Regions from separate parts of the Sus scrofa genome. Here region 1 is linked to region 2. The links are chromatin contacts, called in public HiChIP or PLAC-seq maps. All regions are on one chromosome and are shown on one strand. The core of a region is the stretch at or near the end of the contact, and the rest is flanking DNA. Distances in the headings are between cores, read along the strand shown.

The links. HiChIP or PLAC-seq counts read pairs in DNA pulled down with a chosen protein or histone mark.
Region 1: an H3K27ac HiChIP or PLAC-seq map of alveolar macrophages shows a contact between it and region 2. The contact joins two enhancer-like sites. A contact is called at or near these places in 7 of 47 Hi-C or Micro-C datasets (embryonic fibroblasts, mesenteric adipose tissue, omental adipose tissue and 3 more) and 1 of 2 datasets of contacts at active chromatin or transcription factors (alveolar macrophages).

The regions. Positions count from the first base shown.
Region 1 is chr13:82,190,080-82,197,556 of Sscrofa11.1, forward strand. It overlaps ZBTB38 (zinc finger and BTB domain containing 38), which reads left to right. Exons shown (of 1, transcript NM_001195373.1): 1 at 1-2,253. The coding sequence ends at 2,253. Among named protein-coding and RNA genes, the nearest start is that of ZBTB38, 5.1 kb to the left of the region's middle. Within about 2 kb of position 5,127, at least 9 of the 83 cell types and tissues checked have an H3K27ac peak or open chromatin away from gene starts, as enhancers often do. A contact at or near this core is called in alveolar macrophages, where this site is marked.
Region 2 is chr13:81,960,019-81,966,997 of Sscrofa11.1, forward strand. The region is part of intron 2 of PXYLP1 (2-phosphoxylose phosphatase 1); the gene reads left to right. Among named protein-coding and RNA genes, the nearest start is that of PXYLP1, 12 kb to the left of the region's middle. Within about 2 kb of position 1,658, at least 9 of the 83 cell types and tissues checked have an H3K27ac peak or open chromatin away from gene starts, as enhancers often do. A contact at or near this core is called in alveolar macrophages, where this site is marked.

The DNA.
Region 1 (7,477 bases), core at 3,877-6,376, 230 kb after region 2:
ACAGACCACATGGTCAAATTCGTTAATGGGCAAATGCTCTACAGCTGCGTTGTATGCAAACGTAGTTATGTGACTTTATCCAGCCTCCGAAGACATGCAAATGTTCACTCATGGAGAAGAACATATCCTTGCCATTACTGCAACAAAGTATTTGCACTGGCTGAGTACAGGACAAGACATGAGATTTGGCACACAGGAGAGAGGCGGTATCAGTGCATTTTCTGCCTGGAAACGTTCATGACCTACTATATACTCAAAAACCACCAGAAGTCTTTCCATGCCATCGATCACAGACTTTCCATCAGTAAAAAAACAGCGAATGGAGGATTGAAGCCTAGTGTCTATCCATATAAACTTTATAGGCTTCTGCCCATGAAATGCAAAAGGGCTCCTTACAAGAGCTACCGACATTCTTCCTACGAAAACACTCGAGAAAATAGTCAGATGAATGAGTCGGCACCTGGTCCCTATGTTATTCAGAATCCACACGGCTCTGAATTACCTACTCTGAATTTCCAAGACAGTGTAAGCACCTTGACCAACAGTCCAGCCATTCCATTGGAAACACCAGCACGCCAGGACCTGCCCACTCCTGCCAGTGTACAAAACACAGAGGGTACCAAATGGGGAGAGAGGGGAGAGTTGAAAGTTGATCTGGACAGTCGCTTTTATTCAGCGGAGATGTCAGTTCCTTCCACTGAAAACACCAGCAGTTCAGACCACCGGGCGGGGGAAGCACCCACTTTGTCCGCAAGTAATGGCAGTGAGAACTCCGCCTCTGTGATCAGCTACAGTGGCTCGGCCCCCTCGGTCATCGTGCACAGCAGCCAGTTTTCATCAGTGATAATGCACAGCAATGCCATCACCCCCGAGATGGGCCACAAGCCCAGAGCCCCTTTGGACCTGGCTGTCAGTCAGACTCCGAAAGAGGATGGCAGACCTGAACCAGACAAAATGGGAAGGGGTGTCAACAGACCCAAAAGTGGGAAGGAGAAAAAGAAAACCATCCCGTGTAACAGGGGGGAGATACCAGAGGAGCCCAGATACGTTGCTGATCCTGGAGGGTCCTTGAGCAAAACCACCAATATCATGAAAGAGACCAGTAAAATTGAAACTTACATCGCCAAGCCCGCTCTCCCCGGAACCTCCACAAACAGCAACGTGGCACCCCTTTGCCAAATAACGGTGAAAATTGGGAATGAAGCCATTGTGAAAAGGCACATCCTAGGATCGAAGTTGTTCTATAAACGGGGGAGGAGGTCCAAGTACCAAGTCCAAGAGGAGACCCTGCCCCAAGAGAGTGACCAGGAAACAAACAGGGCCAGTCCCCTTGGGCTCTGCCAGGCCGAGTGCATGGAGATGAGTGAGATGTTTGACGACGCCAGTGACCAGGATTCCACGGACAAACCGTGGCGCCCTTACTACAACTACAAACCCAAGAAGAAATCCAGACAGCTGAGAAAGATGAGGAAAGCCAACTGGAGGAAGGAGCATGAGAACAGGAGCCCAAGTGGTAAGTGTAAATACCCTGCTGAACTGGACTGCGCCGTGGGGAAGGCGCCCCAGGAGAAGCCCCTGGAGGAGGAAGAAAATAAAGAGATGCCCAAGTTGCAGTGTGAGCTCTGTGACGGAGACAAAGCCTCGGGGGCCGGGAACCCAGGGAGGCCCCACCGGCATCTCACGGCCAGGCCTTATGCATGCGAGCTCTGCGCCAAGCCGTTCCAAAGCCCCTCCACCCTCAAGATGCACATGAGATGTCACACGGGCGAGAAGCCATACCAGTGCAAGACCTGTGGGCGCTGCTTCTCGGTGCAAGGCAACCTACAGAAGCACATGCGTATCCACCTGGGCGTGAAGGAGTTTGTCTGTCAGTATTGCAACAAAGCCTTCACCTTGAACGAGACCCTCAAAATCCATGAAAGAATCCACACAGGTGAAAAACGATACCACTGTCAGTTCTGCTTTCAGAGTTTTTTGTATCTATCCACGAAAAGGAATCATGAGCAGAGGCACGTTCAGGAGCACAATGGGAAGGGCTATGCCTGCTTCCAGTGCCCCAAAATTTGCAAAACAGCTGCTGCCCTGGGAATGCACCAGAAGAAACACTTGTTCAAAAGCCCAAGTCAGCGGGAGAAAACAGAAGGTGACGTGGGCCAGGAAAACTCACATCCCCTGGAGAATCCACATTTCCTTGATTCAGAAGACAGTGACCAAAAGGATAATGTACAAACCCTTGCTGATAATGTCCTTTGAATGGTGATAGTTAGAAAAAATATAAGTTGATGGGTTTGGGGTTTTTTGGTTTTTTTGTGTGTGTTTTAATTAACTGTTTTGTTTTTGTTTAGTTTTGTTCACGTAACAGTCATGAAGGAGTGAAATGTAACAAAGAAAATCTCATTTTTGAAAATTCCAAAAAAAAGGATCCTAATATCTACTTTGGGTTTTGGCATTAACTTCATGCAGAGTGCACAAAAACAAAATAGCTGAATCTTCCAATATCCCAAGTATCTTGTGAAAGTTTATGAAGTGCTCAGTTGGGATATTTCTGCCAGTGGCAAGGAGTGGGGGGTGGGGGAGAGAGTTTAATTTTGGCCCAATTCAAAACTTTCTGATAAGTGCTGATGGGAACTGGCTGCTGAACTGTCTTTAGTCACTGGAGGAAAAAAAGGGTCAAATAGCATGAAAATGTCATCTTCCTAAATATGTTAAATGGTAAATGAGCTATGACAGTCATTATTCCCATCCAGCTTCTGCACTACTAAAAATTGTTTAAATTAATGAATACATATGAAATACTTAATAACATAGCTGAAAATGTGTGTGAAATGAGTAACCCAAGTAGGACATTCCTACGTTTATCTAGAACTACTTTTCTGCAACACAAACCTTGTAAAATGCATATATAAATCACGGTAACTTTTAACTGTCCATGTCCCCTGTAGAGAATTATAATGATGAGCAATAGACCTGCAAATAATGAGAACTGATGTAAAAATCAGTCAAGAGCATTTTGAATATGACTTTAGAGCATGTGTATGCTTTCAGATGGAATGCTGTTCTCTTGAAGTTATGGCTGAGCTGTTATTAAACTGGTCTACTCAAGTCACAGAAAACATAGGTCATGCCTTATCTGTGGGGGAGAGCCTTCCCAGAAGTTACCTGTGGTTACCTGTGCTGTGCTGTATATTCCTTTTTAGTGGCCTCACTTTAGAAAATGAAGAAAGGTCACATTCTTCTGAAACTCCCTGCAGTCTTCCATCTACCACAAGACCATGGACATGGAGGTCTTTCCAAATAGATGTAACCAGGCTCAAGGGTTCAAGTAAAACCTGACACCTTCCATGCCGCCGAAAGAGTGTGGAGGAAATGTAGCACAAGGCATGTGTACGGTGGTGAATTCCCAGGCACTTGAAAGGGACAGAAAACCTAATCCCTACAACTGTTAGCCTTCTTGGAGATTATGCAGCCCACAAGTATATTAAAAAAAGAAAAGAAAGACATAGCCCTGCCCTACCCATTAGTGACTTGGGTGGGCAGAGGAAGTGATGGCCTTCCTTGCCTCCAACAGAGCTTTGTCTTTTGGGGGTGGGTGGATAGAACGTGGAGTGACGCAGTTCCATCACTTACTTATGTGACTCAGAAATATATCCACAAGCCAGATGCCTTGTCTTCATGTTTGTAGACATCTACAACTTTGCTAAAAACCCACTTCTGTTTCTTAATGTTCTTTTAAGCTAACCCACACCATGAACACTGCCCTCAAAATCTAATTGCCCTGTAGGATATGCTATCATGTGGACTAGGTTCCTGGGGAGCTGGAATTCATGATTCTTACTTATTAATCGGCCTGAATAGGAGAGAGAGAGAGAGAGAATACATTCTTACCCTTTGATCACAAGTATGAGCAGAATCTGGAACCTGGCTCAAGGAGGACCTGCAGCCATGCATGTTCATGGGATTTGAGAGCTGGAAACCCAAGGTTGCACAGTTAATTGTTGTGAAGAAGTAGCTCAAAAGACTCCAGTTTCTCTCTCCAAGTGTTGTGATGCCTCCACAAAGAAGACTTAGTATGGATTGGGGTGGGCAAGAAAGCATTTAAACACCTAGAAAAGGACATGATCAAAGCTGACCTTTTTATACTGTAGTACTTTGCTGTTAAATAACCCCGATACTGTATTTGCATTTATCTTTTATCTTTTTAGTTCATCTACTTTCACTTACAAACAGTATTATGTAATAGAGGAAAATGGGAAAATGCAGATGAATTCAACTTTATTTTATATGTTGTATATATGTATACCTGCACTATTCATTTGGGTTTTGTTAAAGAGATAGTCACAAAGGGCTTATGAAAATCATTTTTGCATTGATTAGAAAATCAAATAAGCAATCCTGTGACCGACTCATTTGTTTAATCTCAATTAGGCTTATGAATCAAGGAGAATTATTGTGTATTTCAGTCATTTTGATTTGAGGTAACTCCAAATATAAAATTATTACATGTAGTGATGTCTCCCAGCCCTTACACGTGGGTATTTTTTAAGTGGACTTGTATGCTAATAATTCTAGACCAAAGTAAATATGGCAGAATATTTATACATGAAAAAATAATTTTGCAAATATTTTCTATAACTGTATTATTCGTTTAAAATGTTGATAGCTTGTGTTAGTTTCAGGGAGGGGTGTATATTTTGATAAAAAATACTTGACTTTGTAATTCTGTATATTCTATACAATTTATAGCAGAGCCGTTTTAAGACAGCCTTGTCACATTTTTTGTTAATTGTGAAAATTTTATTATAAGTGATGTTTATGCATTGAGTACATAACGACCAACTAGAATTCAAGTAAAGTGTGAACAGTGAACATACTGTATGCTGTACAAGATTATATTGTAATTTGCTGTTTTCACATCTGTATTTTGGTTAGAAGATATTATTAAATGCAGATGTTAAGGGTTGGAAAAGTCTAATTTTATTTTCAGAACTAATGAATATAAATTTGTTTTTGCTTGACTAAAATAGCTTATTCCTATGTTGTCTCTTTTTAAACATTCTAATGTTAATTCTCTCGGGCAGCCAAGCAGCTCTTGCATCTGTGTGAGTCACAGCATTGTTTCACATATGATTCATTCAGTATATTCTGTTTCCTTGTTTACATTCCATGGTACCTGCTTACATGCTTAGGACTCAAATGGAATATGACATTAAAAAAAAGGCAGAATAAAAGAGACTGAAATCTTGTTATCATTTAGTGCTTTGGATAGACTGGAGCTTATGATAAATCAAGAGTTTGGAAGTAGTCAGCTCCACTTCATCCACAGGAAATTACACATACTGACTCCTAGGTATTTGGCAACATTCTTTCCATGGGCTGTTTCATTTGTCCTTTCTCAGCAACCCTAGAAGGTAGACCTCATTATCCATACTTAATAGTGACTTTGAGAAGATCCCACAGCCAGATAGAGCGAGGACCCCCAACCCAGGGCTGCCTGACTCCAAAGCCCATGTTTTTGTTCCTTCTCAACACCTTGGAGAAAAATGCATAATGTGAACTGAACTGAATGGAGAGTGAGAAAAAGAGACCCAACAAAGCAGTGCAGCTTGTAATGGTAGTTGTTACAGTGACAGCTGTAAGGCAGCCGTGTTAGGCTCAGCATCCCTAGACTCAACACTGATTCACTGAGGCCTCAATACTTTGGGCATTTGGTTTTTTCTTATATTTTGGGATATTGCCCTATGAAGTCAGCTTGTAAGAGTTTGTCCACTTTTTTAAAAATATGGAATGAAATCATAATTTAATGCTACTAGAAACGAGTCGTTTTTCATGTAGAGAGAAAAGAAAATTGTCATCCCAGACCATAGAGTTGGTCACAAAGGGTAGTGTGAAAGGGAGGGCTGGTGGCTCAAGCAGCTCAATCCATCACCAGTGCAGGGAAAACAAGTCAGATTTCCAGTCCGCATGGCTGGCCCATAGCATCAATTTTATTTTGAAGGGCACCCCAAACCAAATTCTCCCAAACTGCTATATGCCAAAACTAATTATCAAGACAACAGAAAGAATTTGTAACAATTGAGACACTAGCTGGATGGAAGACAAAAATCATGCAGAGCAGCCCTGCTTGTACCTATTCTTTTAATGACGTCAGGTCTTTTCATTCCTATCGCTGACCTTCCTCTTTTCTCATCCCTTGTTGATCGATTTGGTTCCCCGCCCCCTGTCTGCATTGGTTCCTCTTTGCAGGGGCAACAATTTTTCCTTTTCAAGTTCCTCTGTATCTGAGAATTTCTCACCACCACCCCCATCCGTACCGTCTATTAATCTAACCCCTTTTTGCCCCTTCCTTTCTCCCTAGTTTGCACCCTGGATCCTGATTCTTCAAGCAAGATGATGGGGGACCAGGCAAGTTGACTTGGTGTGCTATTTTTAAAACTAAATGCTCCAAATTTAGGCAACTAATGGAAGACCTGGTTATAACAGAAATGGGATTACATTTTTATTACTTCGTTCTTGGTATCTAAGATAGCAAGTAATTTGATTTAGAATATTTTACTAAGTCGAAAGCATCTTTTTCAATAATTTTTAAAGTGATGACTTCTGTGTAATTATAGGGGTATTTTCATTATGTTACACTTTACAGAGATTTAAAATTTAGTAACAATGCTAACTTAGAATTTTAATTCATTTATTGAAAATATGCTTAATTTTGAGTGTTGGGCATTTGTCAAGGCTATGGCTGGAGAGATATAAGAGGTCACCTTTGACTTCAGGGAACTTGAGTCCAGGGAAGGAAGCAATAGACAGTTTCAAAATAAGTCCCAAACTCCTAGGGGCTCAGAACCAAAGCGGAGAGAGTTGGCACTGAGCTAGTGCTGGCAGAGCCTGGCCTTCCCTGTGGGGGCAGGTCGAAGTAGCAGTGTCTAAAATAAAGAAGCCATGAGTGAGTGTAGGTTTGGGGTTTGGGGTGGTGAGTCAGGAGAGGCGTGCTAAGGACACATCACCAGGGCTTCATGTGCCTGGCCAAAGAGTTTGAACCTTTACCCTGAGAGCAGAAGGGCTATGGCTGAGTGAAGTGGAGTCTATTCCTCCACCCTCTTGGATCTGGGCTGAGCTGTGACTGCTTCGAGATTCCACCTCACCACCGACTATGACTGCATGAGTGAGGGGAGCCCATGAGGGACTGAGAGTTAGGAGATGCTATCAGAGAGATGTAGCACAGGTCCAAGCAAGATGAAAATCCATTGCAGGGCTTAAGCAGAGAGGAAACCGCTAGATGAGTTTAAAGACAAAAAGAAATATTTATTATTATTTCATATGTTCTGTGGTTTGACTGGGGTCAACTGAGGGGGCCTCTCATGCAGTGTATCAGTTTCAGGTGTACAGCAAAATGAATTAGGAATACATACTCTACCTTTGCATGTGTGAAAATTTTAATGAAGGTTAAAAAATATTTATCTGGAATAAATACGCAAGTTTT
Region 2 (6,979 bases), core at 408-2,907:
TAGTGTGGCTCACTATATGGCATCTTGTTTCATCAAAGCCAGTGAGAGAGTGAGTCAGCTAACAAGGCAGAAGTTACGTTTTTCTGTAATCTCAAAAGTGTCACCTCAGCTTCTTTACCATATTCATTTGGTTAGAAGTAAGGTCCTGACAGGAGTTCCCTTCGTGACTCAGTAGTTAACAAACCTGACTAAGATCCATGAGGATGCGGATTCAATCCCTGGCCTCATTCAGTGGATTAAGGATCCAGCATTGCCATGAGCTGTCGTGTAGGTTGCAGATGAGTCTCAGATCCCACGTTGTTGTAGCTGTGGTCTAGGCCCACAGCTGTAGCTCCAATTTTTCCTTTTAGGGCTGGGTGCAGCCCTAAAAGGGGAAAAAAAAAAAAAAAGTAAGGCCCTGCCCACACTGAAGGTGAAGGGATTACACAAGGGTGTGAATACCAGGAGCTGGGGATCATTGGGGGACATTTAAGAGCCTATTTGCCATGTTACTTGCTCAATAAACACCAAATATTACTAAATCCAATGTTTAAAAGTGACATGGGTCAGGAAAGCTGTTAGATTCAAGATTCTTACAATTCCTCTCTTGCACAATGTAGAACTTCTGCGAAATTTTCTTGTTCATTCCTCAACTTCCTCTGATGCTCTTGATCAGCCTGGTCTGATGGCCTGGGTGGGGTAGGCTGCCCCACGTTTTGAGGATTCACTCAAGAGAAGCGACCCACACACAACCTAGACCCTTCAAGAATCTACGACCCAAGATCATCATTCACAGAGTTTATTCCTTATCCTCTGAGATCTGTGGAATTAATGAGCTGCAGCCTTATTTATTCCATGCTGGAAGTGGTATTCTCCTTGAATGGGCACTTTGCATTTACAAGGTCTTGCTGCTAGCCAAGTTAATAATGCATCTAATAAAAAAAAATAAAGAAACAAACAAACACATTGTTCAGTCGGGTAGATCTTATTAATATGATTCAATTTCATAATTTTTTTTTTTTTTTTTTTTTTTTTTTTTTTTTTTTTTTTTTTTTGTCTTTTTTCTGTTGTTGTTTTTTGTTGTTGTTGTTGCTATTTCTTGGGCCGCTCACGCGGCATATGGAGGTTCCCAGGCTAGGGGTTGAATCGGAGCTGCAGCCACCGGCCTACGCCAGAGCCACAGCAACGCAGGATCCGAGCCGCGTCTGCAACCTACACCACAGCTCACGGCAACGCCGGATCGTTAACCCACTGAGCAAGGGCAGGCGGAACTATTATGATTCAATTTCAAAAGGGCCATTACTTCAGAGCCTCAATGTCTGGGATGCCGTTGAAAAATTTTTTTTTCAGAGTCGCCATGACAACAGAGATCCTCCTCCTCCTTTACAGCCCCCTGAATCAATTACAGATTTGTCCATGTAAGGGACTGGAACACATCCAGCTTATTGAGAATTCTTTCCTGCCTCCTCTGGCAAAAGCCCTGGCTTGTTGTCCACAGTGAGCCAGAGTCTCAAATCCATCAATATTTACTGATGAAGTCGTTGCCTTTCATTAACAGAGACTTGATCACCAGACATTTATTGCTTGCCAGGCATGTGCAAGGCACTCTGGGGGATTCAGCACGTTACCGTCTGAGAAGCTGACAGGCCCACTGCAGTGACAAGTCACAGCCACATGAGGCAGCAGGAGCTGAGTGGGACCCACCTCTGAATGGTACAGACCTGGGACAGGGACCTGGGACCCACACAGAAGACCCTGGTGAAGAATCATGATGTCATGACCAGCTAGCGGGTTCTTGATCTGTGGAGCAGGGCTGCACTGATGAGACACCTAAAACAGGGGAAGGGAAACCAGCCCTGGTCCATAATACTATGTAGACTCGACCACCACATTGCAGGTCTCTGGACCTCTCCAGGCTATCACTTCTATCACTTATGTGAAATGGGATTAGATTACGTTTTTTTTCCCTGCCAAATCCACAGTGATCCCATTGTGATCTGTTGCTTGTTTGACCAGATGATTCCCCAGACAGGCCCTGGAGGCTGCTCAGGCCTTGATGATTCACTGTGTCTTCAAGGCACCCAGCATGATGCTGGACATGCCCTAGGCACTCAAGAAATGAATCAATGAGGGTTGGAAGCTTCTTGAAACCTCTCCATTCTTTGCCCACCCACCTGTCCTGTCCTTACGGGACTTGGGTCAATCCCACCTTTGGTTCTCTGAGATAGCAGGGAGCACCCCAGCTGTCCCAGGCTTGCTTTCCACTCTACCCCAGACTGTGGATAGTTCAACTCAACTTCTCTGCTTTGCACCATTTTGCAGCCCAGGGAGGATCCAAGGGAGTGGGACAGGGTCATCGAGCCAGGTATGATGGGTAGAGGGAAGAGGGAGAGGAGCGAGAGGTGAGGGCTATTTTTGCTCCTTGCTCCTTGTACAATGTGTGCAAATATGCTGGGTGCTCTGGTCATTGAGGGAGTAGCTATATCCAACATTAGTTAGATCTGACAGTGCTTTATTTAGTTTTTTGTGTGGTTGGACTCTTTTGAGCTCCCACTAAAGGGAGGCGAATAGGTTTCTCACTAAGCCCCAAGCAGAGGAAACAAGAGGAAAACTACATCAAAGCAAATGATCATCTAACGCTTAAAACCAGAGATAAAGAGAAAATTACAAAAGCAAGCAGGGGAAAAAAGACAAGAATGACAATAGATTCTTCTAGGAAGCAATGCAAATCGGAAGACAGTGTAGCAACCTCTTTAAAGTACTGGAAGAAATCCATTGTCAACCTTGAATTCTATACCAGGTGAAAATATTCAGAAACAAAGGTGAAGTCAAGGTGTTTTTTCAGACATATGAAAGCTGGAAGAATTTATCACTACAAGATATATAGTATAAGAAATGTTAAAGAGAGTCCTTCAGGCAAAAGGGAAATGAGAATAGATGGAAATGTGGATCTATGCAAAGAAACAGAGAGCACCAGGAATGGTTAATATGTAAGTAAGTATAAAATGACTTTTTCTTATTTTAAAAATCACCTTAAAAGATAGTTGATGGTTTAAAACAAAAGTGATAACAGTACATCATGGAGTTTATAACAAATGTAGACATAAAATATATGAAAACCATATTGCAAAGGACAGGAGGGGAAATCAAAGAATATGGCTATAGGTTTCTTATACTGTACATCAAGTGGTAAAATAAAACGAGCATGACTGTGCAAAGCTAAAAATGTATACCATAACCTGAATACAACCCCTGAAAATTTAAGAAAAACAAGGAGATACAACAAATAAGCAAAGAAGGTAAAAAGCGATCCTAAAAAAAATACTCGATGGGAGTTCCTGCTGTGGCTCAGCAGAAACGAATCCGACCAGGAACCATGAGGTTGTGGGTTCCATCCCTGGCCTTGCTCAGTGGGTTAAGGATCCAGCATTGCCGTGAGCTGTGGTGCAGGTTGCAGACATGGCTTGGATCCCACTTTGCTGTGGCTGTGGCGTAGGCCAGCAGCTATAGCTCCGATTCAACCTCTAGCCTGGGAACCTCCATATGCCGAGAGAGCGGCCCAAGAAATGGCAAAAAGACAAAAACAAAAAACAAACAAAACCCTTGATAAACAAAAGCAAAAAAAAGGAAAAAATAGAATGGGACAAATAGAAAACAAGGAGTTCCTTTGTGGCTTAACAGGTTAAGGATCTGGAGTTGTCACTGCAGTGGCTCGGGTCACTATGGCACAGGTTCAGTCTCTGGCTCAGGGAACTTTCGTATGCTGCCAGTACACCCCCACCAAAAAACCCCGAATAGAAAACAAATAGTAAAATGATACCATTAAACCCAATCAAATTATTAATCTCATTAACTAAAAATAAATACCTCAAGTAAATGGCAGACTGTCAGATTGAATAAAAAAGCATTATACAACTTTACGCTTACTTATTACTTTGGAGTTCCCATCGTGGCTCAGTGGAAACAAATTTGACTAGTATCCATGCGGACGAAGGTTTGATCCCTGGCCTCAGCTCAGTGGGTTAAGGATCCAGTGTTGCTGTGAGCTGTGGCTCAGATCTGGCATTGCTGTGACTGTGGCATAGACTGGCGGCTACAACTCCAATTTGACCCCTAGCCTGGGAACCTCCATATGCCGTGGGCGTGGCCCTAAAAGTACAAAAGACCAAAAAAAAAAAAAAGGGGGGGGGAATAAAGGGGCAATTCATCAAGTGAACATAAAAATCTAAAACATTTATGAACCTAATAAAAGCTTAAAAACACATGAAGCAGCAATAAAGTTCTACTGTACAGCACAGGGGACTATATCCAATCTCTTGGGCTGGAACATGAAGGAAGATAATATGAGAAAAAGAATGTATATATGTATGTATGACTGGGTCACTTTGCTGTACAGCAGAAATTGGCACAGCATTGTAAATCAACTCTAATAAAAAAAACACATGAAGCAAAAATTAATAGATCTGAAAGGAGAAATAAATTGATTATATTAAATATTGTAGATGCCAACCATTCAATAACTTGTAGAAAAGCAGAAAAAAAATTAGTGAGGATATGACCGAGTTGAAAACCACTGTTGACTTAATTTGCACTTATATGGGGAGTTCCTGTCATGGCTCAGTGGTTAATGAATCTGACTAGGAACAATGAGGTTGCGGGTTCGATCCCTGGCTTTGCTCACTGGGTTATAGATCCTGCGTTGCCGTGAGCTGTGGTGTAGGCCGGCAGCAACAGCTCCGATTCAACCCTTATCCTGGGAACCTCCATGTGCTGCGGCCCTAGAAAAGGCAAAAATAAATAAATAAATAAATTGACACTTATATGACCCTCTACACAATCAGAGCAGAATGGACATTCTTTTCCATTACTGTGATTGATTTGGGGCAAATTACCCTCTGTCCCTCATTTTCTCTGGGCACAGAATTGTATATTGCCAGTGATTTTCTTTCAGCATTCAAAAGCTGTTTCCCAGCTTCCATCTTTTCTGTTTTGGGTTCTAGGTGAACCCAAAGTCTGGGTGTTAGCTGGGTCCCAAGTTTCTTATGGGTGCCGACCTCCCATTTTTGTCCCCCAAGTGGCCCTGAGATTACAGAAATCTCTACCAGATCCCTCCTGTCCTCCTGTCTCCTTTCTCTTTGGTTTCTAATTGTAAAATGAGAGAGGTATGGGCTCCTGGGCCATTCATCCAATTTTTGTAAATGTGTTTCCAACACTGTCATAGATGAAATAGACAATTGGAATCCTTGGTGTGGTTTTACCGTTTCTAAATAAGGCTCGTGGGAGTTCATCTTGTGTTTGCTTGTTTGTTTTTTTTTGCTTTTTGGCCATGCCTACAGCATGGGGAAGTTCCTGGGCCAGGGATCAAACCCTAGCCACAGCAGTTGAAAATGCTGCATCCTTAACCTGCTGGGCCACCAGGAAACTCCTGTTTCTTTTTTCCTTAGACATATCTTTTGGTTGGGCTCAGAGTTTAGAGGGTAAAAATGAATATTTAGATCTATGATTCAGCAAGTTACTTCAGTTGTGTGTGTGTGTGTGTGTGCTGGCTTAAGGTTGAAGGCATCTCTTCCCCCCCCCCTTTTTTTAAATTTAACGTGGTTATTTTGTGTTCTGTTCTTCTAGATTTGCCTTTCTAATTAGATTTTACCCAGATAGATAGTAAAATGAGTTTGCCCTCCCTGGTTGTTCTCAGGAGGGGCTGGGGCTTGTATAATAAGCCTACTGCAGTGGGGAGAAGGGGTTGCAGCTGGTAGCAAATACAGTGATTCATGCATACATAAGTAATAGAGGACAGACCACCCTGGAGCTGGGAGGCCCAAATAGTAGTTTTTAACACGTGTTAAGGAGAGCGCAGAATTTTTGAAAGCACCTAAGAAAAGAACTTTAACTTTCTGCAGGATTATTTATTTCCCTGATGCCCTGGGGTAGCCAGTGGTGGAGTGGAAGCAAGCATGGGATTGTCTTTTTGCTTTAAATCTTAGTTTGATTATAGTATTTGACACAAACTTATTATGAGTAATTAAAATTTTCATCTCGGTGTACTTAGTCTTTTCACAATAAGTGGGTACTTTTATAATCAGAGAAACAAAATCCATAGTAAATGGAACTTTAAAATAACATTTTGGAGTTCCCACTGTGGTGCAGTGTGTTAAGAATCCAACTGCAACAGCTCAGGTCATTGCAAAGGTGAGGGTTCAATCCCTGGCCCAGCACAGTTGGTTAAAGCAATCCAATGTTGCTTACAGCCGCAGCGTAGGTCATGGCTGTGGCTCAGATTCAATCCCTGGCCCAGGAACTTCCATATGCTGGGGGCAAGGCCATTAAATAAGAATAACAATATTCACGGAATTCCTGCTGTGATGCAGTAGGTTAAGAATCTGGTGTTATCACTGCAGGGGTTCGGGTTGCTGCTGTGGCGTGGGTTTGATCCCTGGCCCAGGAATTTCCACATGCCACAAGTGTGACCAGAAAAAAAATTCTTTTTTTTTTTGTCTTTTCAGGGCTGCACCCGTGGCATATGGAGGTTCCCAGGCTAGGGATCTAATCAGGGCTACAGCTGCTGGTCTACACCACAGCAGTACCAGATAGGAGCCATGTCTGCGAACTACTCCACAGCTCACAGCAACGCTGGATCCTTAACCCAGGGATTGAACCCGCAACCTTATGGTTCCTAGTCAGATTCATTTCCACTGAGCCATGATGGGAACTCCAAAAAAAAAAAAATCTTAATGTACATATTGGGCATGGCCAAAAAAATTCTTAATGTACGTATTATGGGGGGCACAAAAGAAATGTTTTGTATGGTTCTATAATTCTGTCAGAAGGCAGTGTAGTGGATAGCACAGATCTTTGGAACTTAGAACCTGGTGCTGATAAACCACCTCATCTGGACACCTCAGGGCCTCCCTGGTTTCATTAAGTTACCTCAGTCTCCATCCTAGATGAGTTGTCTTCCCCCTCATCAGCCCTTTAAAGGTAGGGGCATAGCCCACTGTTTCCC